Regions from separate parts of the Sus scrofa genome. Here region 1 is linked to region 2. Evidence: chromatin contacts called from public Hi-C data. All regions are on one chromosome and are shown on one strand. The core of a region is the stretch at or near the end of the contact, and the rest is flanking DNA. Distances in the headings are between cores, read along the strand shown. Region 1 has its middle 49 kb from the start of CTLA4. Region 2 overlaps RAPH1 (ras-associated and pleckstrin homology domains-containing protein 1).

What was found. A called contact is a pair of places that touch in the nucleus more often than the background predicts.
Region 1: a Hi-C map of skeletal muscle shows a contact between it and region 2, with 18 times the contacts expected there. The contact joins two enhancer-like sites. A contact is called at or near these places in 1 of 5 promoter capture datasets (liver), 31 of 47 Hi-C or Micro-C datasets (adipocytes, adipose tissue, alveolar macrophages and 18 more) and 2 of 2 datasets of contacts at active chromatin or transcription factors (alveolar macrophages and skeletal muscle).

What each region holds. Positions count from the first base shown.
Region 1 is chr15:107,232,070-107,236,543 of Sscrofa11.1, forward strand. No RefSeq gene overlaps it. Among named protein-coding and RNA genes, the nearest start is that of CTLA4, 49 kb to the right of the region's middle. Within about 2 kb of position 2,077, at least 22 of the 83 cell types and tissues checked have an H3K27ac peak or open chromatin away from gene starts, as enhancers often do. A contact at or near this core is called in alveolar macrophages, fetal skeletal muscle, retroperitoneal adipose tissue and 1 more, where this site is marked.
Region 2 is chr15:106,944,178-106,949,004 of Sscrofa11.1, forward strand. The region is part of intron 4 of RAPH1 (ras-associated and pleckstrin homology domains-containing protein 1); the gene reads right to left. Among named protein-coding and RNA genes, the nearest start is that of RAPH1, 51 kb to the right of the region's middle. Within about 2 kb of position 3,109, at least 15 of the 83 cell types and tissues checked have an H3K27ac peak or open chromatin away from gene starts, as enhancers often do. A contact at or near this core is called in alveolar macrophages, fetal skeletal muscle, retroperitoneal adipose tissue and 1 more, where this site is marked.

The DNA of each region.
Region 1 (4,474 bases), core at 827-3,326, 290 kb after region 2:
TATTCTATTTGCTCTTCAAAAATTGCCATTGTTGAAACCACACATTGAAATTCTAATGGCAAGGGGACACCTACTTGGCATCTGGGTTATCTTATCCCCCAGCAGAGCACTACTCCCCCAGTGGAGTCCCCAGTCCTTCAGGGGACGCCTGTATAGTACATGTTAAAATGAGCAGGATGGAATTATCACTTTGGAAATGGGACACAAATGTAAGAGGCAAAGTCAACAACATATCCCACCATACCCCACTCTTCTCTTGGTAACGAGACTAATTTTCCTTGGCTCTGCCTTTAGGCAGCCTCACCAAGTTCTTGTGGCAGACTTATTGTGTCTATACTGGATTCCCTTGACCCCTGTGGATTTGTAAAGACCCACCACGAGGTTTCAGGCAGGAGCTGTATCCACTTCTAAACTTGACCTCAAGTTAATTGTTGCAGCTTTATCAAGGAGAGGGAAGATGAACTTAGTTCATTTTGTGCCCCAGTAATAGTTGTAACTGTGCATTGGTCTAGTGGGTAAGAACATGGTCACTGGAGCCCGACGTCTGGTGTTTAGATCCCAGCTCTACCTTCTATTGTGGGATCTTCCTTGAAATTATTTAACTTCTCTGTGCTTCAGCTTCTTCACCTATAAATTGGAGGTTAATAGTAGTGCTTTACTTATTTCGTGTAACTGCGAGGGTCACCTGAGTTAACATGGTTAACACTTTAGAAAGGTGCCTGCACTCTGGAAGGCTCTGTAAGGAGGGGGGGGGGTAGTGTTTGAAGTTCTGATATTATGATTATACCTGGGAAATGTAAATTCTCTAAACTGTGACAATTAACTACAAACTGACAATGGATCACCACTGTAGAGTTGGTAATTAAAAAAAAAAAAAAAAAAAAAAAAAAAAAGAACCAAATTTGGAGGGCACACATGCACAAAGTATGGAGAGACACAGCCAGATGGGTTGAAAAAGGCACTGGACTTTATCTTTGGTCTGATGTCACAAGCCTGGAAAATGTTAACCCTTGGCCTCTTATCTCTAAATTAGAGTAACTCCACTACATTTGTTGCATTATTGTGAAGACTTATTGAGGCAAGATAAAGGTTTATACATGATAATTATGAAACACATATAAACAGTCAGATTAACAATCTAAAGTTGAGTTCCCTTCATGGCTCAATGGTTAAGGAACCCAACTAGTAACCATGAAGATGCGGGTTTGATCCCTGGCCTTGCTCAGTGGGTTGGGGATCCGGCGTTGCAGATGGGGCTCAGATTCCCCTTTGCTGTGGCTGTGGCTGTGGCTGGAAGCTACAACTCAGATTCGACCCCTAGCCTAGGAACTTCCATATGCCTTGGGTGCATCCCTCAAGAGCAAAAAAAAAAAAAAAAAAAAGTAGCCGTTTAAATTCTCGTTGTCAAAATGGATTTGATGTTTGTGACCAGGTCTTGGCAATAAAACCAAGGGAGGTTGTGGAAAACATGAAAGTTCAGAGGCTGAGGAAGAGTTGGGGTTCTCATGCTGTGCACTTGAAACAGATTCGTATCTGTCCACCTGCTAGGATGGACTGCACCAGCCTGAGGAATTTGGGCTAATTTTCATTCAGAATAGAATTTAAAACATCAGATTTCTTGAAGAAAACAGTGAAATCTGAGTCCTCCTCTATGATTATCCAACTGAAGCAGAGAAGCCACACAGCCAGCTCATGGTTGTAGCAAAGACGGGTGATAGGTTGGAGCGATAAATTGGAGCGATAAATTGGAGCGTTCGGACCTCGGGGTTAGGCTAACTAATTCTGTGAGGGCTGGAACTAGGTATTTATTCAGCAGTCTCCGTGCGCCATCTATGGGTCAATATGTTTTATTGCAATACCAGGCGAATAGGCGGTGATCCCTTCAGACACAATGCAGTCGGTTTGATTTTTAAAAACAGGTCACATCTCCCTTTCGCTTGTGAAAGCTTTTCTCACTTTTTTGGTTTGTATGTCTTTCCTTTGGTAGAAGCATTGCGTTTGGTGCCTATCTATAATCCTCTCTTTGGACAAAGGGAGACGTTTTGCCTTGAAATGTAGACGTGCTTGAGGAGGGTGGGTACTGCATGCCTGGATTCCATTTGCTAATGAGTTTCTCACAGCCAGGAAATCCTTCCCTCCACATTAAATGACCAAGACGTCATTTTAAAAATCCGGTGAGACTTGCATTTTCCCACAGTTGGCTGGAAAAGGGGATGGACCAGGAATTGGAACAATTTTTGCTTTCTACTGTCCCCATGTTTTATTCTTCGCACCAGCTGGCATAGGGAAGGCCACTGATTGGGATGCAAGGAAGCCCAAGTGTTATGAAGGACAGGGCAGGCAAGGGAAATTAAGGAGGACTGTTTGGAGGGAATGAGATCGGTTTTGGATTTTAGAAGAAATGAGGGTAGCAGGAGAGGGGGATGGGCTGGTGGAGAAGGCTGCATACCCTCTTTACTACGCCTGCAGATCAAGAGAGCCTTGTATAGAAAGAAGAAACTGGTTTTTCATAAGGATGCCCTATTTCAAGCTTTTCTTCTTTGGATTTCCTTGTCTTTGACACCTACCTCTTTCTATTCTAAGTCCCCTTGCCCTCACCCTTGTTGCGTAGGCTGGCAGCCGCATCTCTGATTCAACCTCTAGCCTGGGAACTTCCATATGCCGTGGGTGTGGCCCTACAAAGAAAAAAAATATTGCAAGCATAGAACTGTGTCTCTATCCCCATTGTGCAGTTAGAGGCCTATGGAGGGGTAAGGAGGGGAAAATAGGAAGAAAATTACATGTTTTGTATTATTAAGTTTCTTTGAATGTTTATTTAAGAGGCCAAGTTAGTGGTGCCCAATCACTGATGCATGGTAGGGCTGAGAGAGAGAATGTGCTGGATGCTCTTTTCGCAGCATAAAAATGGGGCAGGCCCTCTGGTCCTATGGGGAAAGAATGGAAAACACTCTGGGGTGGAACTTCTGTTTTCACTCCTGCCTCTGAGGGGAAAGGAAAAATGGGTGAATGTTAGGGCTGGAACTGAATCCACAAAGCAGGGTCTGAAGGAAGAGTTGGGGCTCAGAGGCTTTGAGGTGCTAAGAGGCCCAGTGGGGTAGACCAGCTGTTTAGGGCAGCCAGCTCAGTAGTCAGTGTTGGAATAGTCCTGTGGGTGTCCTGCCAGGATTATTTGGGGCTCATAGGAGAATTGCTTTGGGTTGCTGGTAGAAAGTCCTTGGTTTTGCAAAGCTAGGACAAAAGTAGGTATTGGTATTTGTATGCAGGTCATTTGACTCTTGATTGGCCACAGAGATATGAGAATGACGAAGAGGTGGGTAGGACACCAGGTCTTGATGGTTGTACCATGATAATAATATATTTCCTAGGTAATGTGGTCAAGGCGTAAGAAAGCTCATGACACCCTTGTAAATTTTAGAAAGCCCCCACAGGCTCAGAGGGAGTTGTTATGCTATAATTACAGAGTTGACTACAGTCTTTGAAACGGGTCTGGCTGACACTACGATCCTTATTTTTATAGGGAATAACCCCAAGTGTTGGATTTAGGAACAAGTATTGAGTTTTTATTGGCTATACAATTGTCTCCCCAAAGGAAACCCTTTCATTGTCAGATAACAGGTAATGTTCTAAAGCCCTCCCTTGCTAATAAATCAAACTCTTTAAGGTTTCTTTGTAAGAGCTACCCCTTAGGAGTTGTGGAGACAGTGGAAAGAGCCCTGACCTGGTAGGAGAGAGTTTGGGTTCCACTCTCAGCCTAGCCACTCTGAAGCTATATCCATGAGCAAGTCACTTCACCCACCTGGAACCCAGCTTCCTCACTGTAAGATGAAGGAGGTTCCTTCATCTGTAACATTCTCTAATTCTATGTTCCAGTGGCTGGAAGTAGTGATGTAGTTCAGCTTGGTTCTAGAGAACAAATAGAGGCTTCCCTCCAATGATGGGCTAAATGTGTCCCCCTAAAATTCATGTGATGAAACCTGAAGCTCCAGTGTGACTGTATGTGGAGGATAAGGACTTTGGAGAATTAATGGTTAAATGAGATCCTGATCCCATAGGACTGTTGCCCTGATAAGAAGAGAGAGACACTAAATCGCTCTCCCTCTCTATACCCAGAAGAAAGGCCTTGTGAGGACAGGGTGGAAGGTGGCCATCTTCAACCCAAGGAGAGAGGTCTCACCAGATACCAATCCTGCTGGCACCTTGATCTTGTGGTTTCCAGAACTTTGAGAAAATAAATTCCTGTTGTTTAAGCCCCCCAGACTATTCTGCTATGGCAGCCCAAGTAGACGAATATATCTTATCCCTTAAGAGCTAGGCTATGATTTATTGGTTTGTGGCCTCTGGGAGAGCTTACATTTAACTTTTTTTCATTGGCAAAGGAATAGCAAAATAAACTAGATTCTGGAAAAGAAGGCACTCATCAGCTTTGGCATTTATAGGCCATGTCTCCTAAGGTCCAAGTGACCACATCTTTCCC
Region 2 (4,827 bases), core at 1,859-4,358:
GTTCTAAAGAATGCATTTCTCCTCATGGATACTTAAGTAGTCCCATGGACATGTTTATAGAACTTACAGGTGTCAGCTCAGCCTGTTCTTCTGTGAAGTCAATGTGACGCTTGGCCTGCTTGCTGGGACATCTCAGAGAAATAGCATGCTGTGAAAAATGCAGGAAGGAAGAAAATGATAGGTAAAGGAGGTGGAAAAGGGCAGTTCTCATTATCAGGCAGGAAGAGAAAAAGATCACTGAAATGAATCATTGAAAACAAAACAGTAATGAAAAGTTGCATGCACCTCATATTATGCAAAAACGGAAAAGGTAAGAACCCGATAATCCTAACCCTTGATAAGTGAAGGATAACCTTCTTCTAGTTCTGGACAGTAGAGTACTATGAGAGAACTATGCAGAAAAATTGTCCAGGACCAATTCATGCTTTGAACCTCAGCTGGGCCTTAACTGCTTTTTGGCAGTACTCAATCTTTTCTTCTAAATCATTCCCTCTAAGCTTGTTCTACATAGTTTCCAAGCAGTTCAAGTTTCTAGTTTCACCCTTCCACCTCTTAATCTGACCTTATTTCCCTCCATTACTAAGAAATCATATCTTATTGTGAAGATTTTCATCCTTAAACTGCATCCTATAACTTCATCCGTATTCTCACCCTTCTCTCCAGTCCTATACGAATAAATTCTCCCTTTTCCCTGCCAGAGTTAACCATGTCCTAGAGCCCATGTACTCTCCCTCTAACATCTATTTCTGATACTCAACTGGTCCAGCTTATTGGGGGTGGAAGGACAGAAAAATATGCAATTCTTCTGGGTACTCTCCTTTTCTTAAACTATCATTTTCTACTTTTCACTGCCAAGTTCCCTGAATTCAGCTACAGTGTACCTCTTACACTTATCCCTTAATTCCCTGCAATCTAGCATCCACCTTTCTTCCCCAAAGTCTTCATCCTTTGAGTTGTAATGCATTCTGTAATTAATTCTCAAAGTTATCAATGACCTTTTAACTAAGGTTTCTGTCTTTCCTACTATAGTACTTCTTTCCCTGTACTTTGGTTGTCTGTACTGAAACCCTTCTCCTCATATGATAAATTATAATCTCATGAGGACATTGTGTATTATGGTCACAGGTTTTTTTTTTTTTTTTAACCCCTTATGACCCAACACAATGCCTAGGTGCCCAAATACTTATGGAATGTATGAATAACTATTTCTTCCTGGCCTTCATGCCACTTGCCCGGCCAGATCAAGACTGTTTTTACTTTTCCTTCTCTACATTTTCTCATTCAACATATTCTACAGCACTGTGTCAATCACTGCACCCATGGGAAGACTACTATATCTGTATTGCCAGTATCCTCATGCTTAGGAAATAAAGACTTAAATATTAAGGGCTAAAAGGGCAGGATAAAGGCAACCAACTCTCAAATAGTCCAGGAAAAAAAATGTATACTTAGAAAAATAATAAAGTAAATGTGGCAAAACATTAAAAACTAGTGGATCTAAGTAGCGAGTTCTTTGTGCTACTCATTCAAATTTTTGTAAATTGACATTTCAAAATAAAAAGGTTTTAAAAAATCTATTCTCTCTAGATTTAATCTCACACAATCTTCCATCATATTTCCAAATGCTTATTTTTTTTCTAAGTCAAAATCCAAAGTGTTCAACAAGAGATGGCTGCCTTTGTGTCATGCTAAACAGTATGATGGAACATTTTATTAAAATTCAATACATTCTTACCAAAGAATGAATACATGCATGTGAAGTAACAAAAACAACAGGAAAAGTGCATATGCAAAGATCAAATGTTACCTTAATAAAGATGAAAAGGGATTATGAAAATGATAGAAAGTTTATTTAATGTTAAATAGGTTCCATTTCCATAAAATATTTAAATACGACAAAAAAGTTACCCCCTTTTCTTCATCACTACTTTCATAAATGTCAAAACTGTGCTCAAAACACTTAAGAAAAGCGAATGCAAAGGTCAATTCTGCACATAAGTTTTGCTCCACACCTTCTCAGATTCAAAAACTTTCATTTGTTATAAATCTATCAAGTTCTCCATCAATCTCTCAAAAGCTCTCCACAAACCTCTGCAAAGTAAGTCATGGGTCACTACTTTCTTGAATTGAATCTTGTGGAGGAGGGGGTATAGAAAAGCACTGATCTGAATATGGGAGCCAAACCATAATCAAGAAATAGCCCTGTGCCAAAGTGGTGGTTATAAAATAAAACTCTTCCTTTTGATAGTTAACACCTTAGATTACAACTGCAAGAAACTGGAAGTTTGTGAGCACACATTAATGTTTCAATAAAACAGATTCACATCCATCTCTTTCTGACAAGTATATGTGCTCTTCACAAATACTGCAAATAAGCAGAACATGATGGTTAAGAATCCAGACCCTGGGGCCTGAGTGCCTGCGTTCAAGCCCCAGCTCAGCCATTTACCGGCAATGTGACTCCAGGCTTACATTTAACCTGTTTCTTCATGTGTAAAATGGTGTAACGGTAACATTTATTTTCAAGGGCTGCTAAAATAATTAAATGAGTAATAAGAACATTACTATTATGACACGAGTGGGAAACCACCAGCCCTCATCTGAATTTTTAAGCTTCAATTCATTTAGATTAGAGCTAGTTTATAGTTGTTAAATTTTAACAATATATTCGGGATTACACTAACACACCACAAGGTGGAGATGTTACTGCATAAATCTCTTTGCCTTCTTTTTTTTTTTTTTTCAACTTTTTTTTTTTTTTTTGGTCTTTTTTTGTTGTTGTTGTTGTTGTTATTTCTTGGGCCGCTCCCGCGGCATATGGAGGTTCCCAGGCTAGGGGTTGAATCGGAGCTGTAGCCACCGGCCTACGCCAGAGTCACAGCAACGCGGGATCCGAGCCGCGTCTGCAATCTACACCACAGCTCACGGCAACGCCGGATCGTTAACCCACTGAGCAAGGGCAGGGATCGAACCCGCAACCTCATGGTTCCTAGTCGGATTCGTTAACCATTGCGCCACGACGGGAACTCCTCTTTGCCTTCTTAATACCATCCAGTTCTGCCTCCAGGTCTGGATCTGAGAAGTACTGGTCGGTCTATTCTTGCCTTACTTCCTCAATTCTGTGATGAAGCAGCAGGTACTGCTGTATGAACTCTACAATCAGACTGTCTGGGTTTAAATCATCGGGAAAGTTATCTTTCATTGTAAAATAGAGATAATGGTACCTATTCCACTATGCACTGTACAGATTCAGGGGGTTAAGTCATGTAAAGCAAAATGTCCCAAACAGACTAAGCACTCAGTAGAGCAGCTGATATTATTTTCTATTCCCCCTTCTCTTCTTTAAGACCTAAAACCAAATAAAGATGCTTTTTTTTTTTTTACTTCCTCATGGAAATATTGCACAAATTTCTAAGAAATCCACACACTAAGGAACAGGGCACACATGCCAGTATTCTCTGGGTTTTGTGTTCTGAGAACCAGGCTTTTCCTTTGGCTTTCACCGAATTCAGATCTTCTTTCATAGGATACCCATTCCTTCTATAAATCTCACTAGGCCAGTGAAATCTAGAACTAAACACCAAGTTGGTACATGTGAATAAATTTAAGCGAGATACTGCAACATGACCCTTAGAATTTTTGAATAAATGTCGCTGTAATAACTAATAGCTCCGATCTTTTAGTCCCGTAAGCCTCTTAAAGTTTCAGAAAGCCCCATGCCCCCCTCCCCAAATCTGGTTAATAGTTCAGAGCAAAAGGTTGTTTGCTAAGAATAATTTGGGACTTCAGTGCCAGTGCCACCTGATGTTACAATAAACACAATCGCCATTTTCCTTCCAATACTTCAGAATTTCTGCACACCTTAATTCTGTAACAGTTCTGAAGAGTGAAAGAAGCAAAGAAATTACACTGAAGCTATGATATGCTGTGTTGCCTACATCACAAGTTATAATGTGTGTCCATGAAAGATTTCATTAAAAAAAACAAAACAAACATATGAGGGGGAAATATACAACACTGAAAAGTTTTAGTAGCTCATATACTCAGGAATATTTTCCTATCAAAAAATTTATAATACAATCATCAAGTATCCTTATAGACTCAGCAAAACTTTTTGAATCCACCATCAACTTCAGGCAAAGCATCTAAAAGCATTTTCTTTCATTGGGAAAATACAGTTTCATGTATAAAATTCCAAATTCAGAAGAATCATTAGTTTATACCCTATGAGAAAATAAAGGTCTGTTTTGCCATTAACCTTGTAACAGTAAATTCTACTTTATATGAAGTTATAACATGAGATTACTACTTAAATTTGCAAACTGCTGTCTTACTGAAAAGTACTGTTTTATCAGTTACTGTGACTAAAGTACCAGTAAGTCAGCTGCAGCATATACCTCACATTGCTTTAGATAATAAAGAGCCCTTATTAGAATTTACTTCAACTACAATGAATTCTAATTTTAAAAACTTGGCAAATGAACATTACTGGTGGATTTCAAAAGAATATTAACTAAAAACATTCTATAATTCATTTTTATGTTTATCCATGGAAAATATTTTTCTGCTAAAGCCTTCTTTAACATTTAGGAAATAATCATTCTTGATAATCTGCTTCAGTTTATTTTTTTTTTAAGATACTGATAAAAGTTGGGAGACAGATGTTGTAGTTTTGGAATTCAAATACAGACTTACCAGTTTTTTGACCTACTTAATCTCTTTTTTGGAATAATGCCCCTACCAAAGGGATAGTGGGAGGCTTAAATGAGATAACGCATGTCAAGTGCCTGGAAGCAGAGTATTTCAACAAAAATCAAGGAAAAAAAG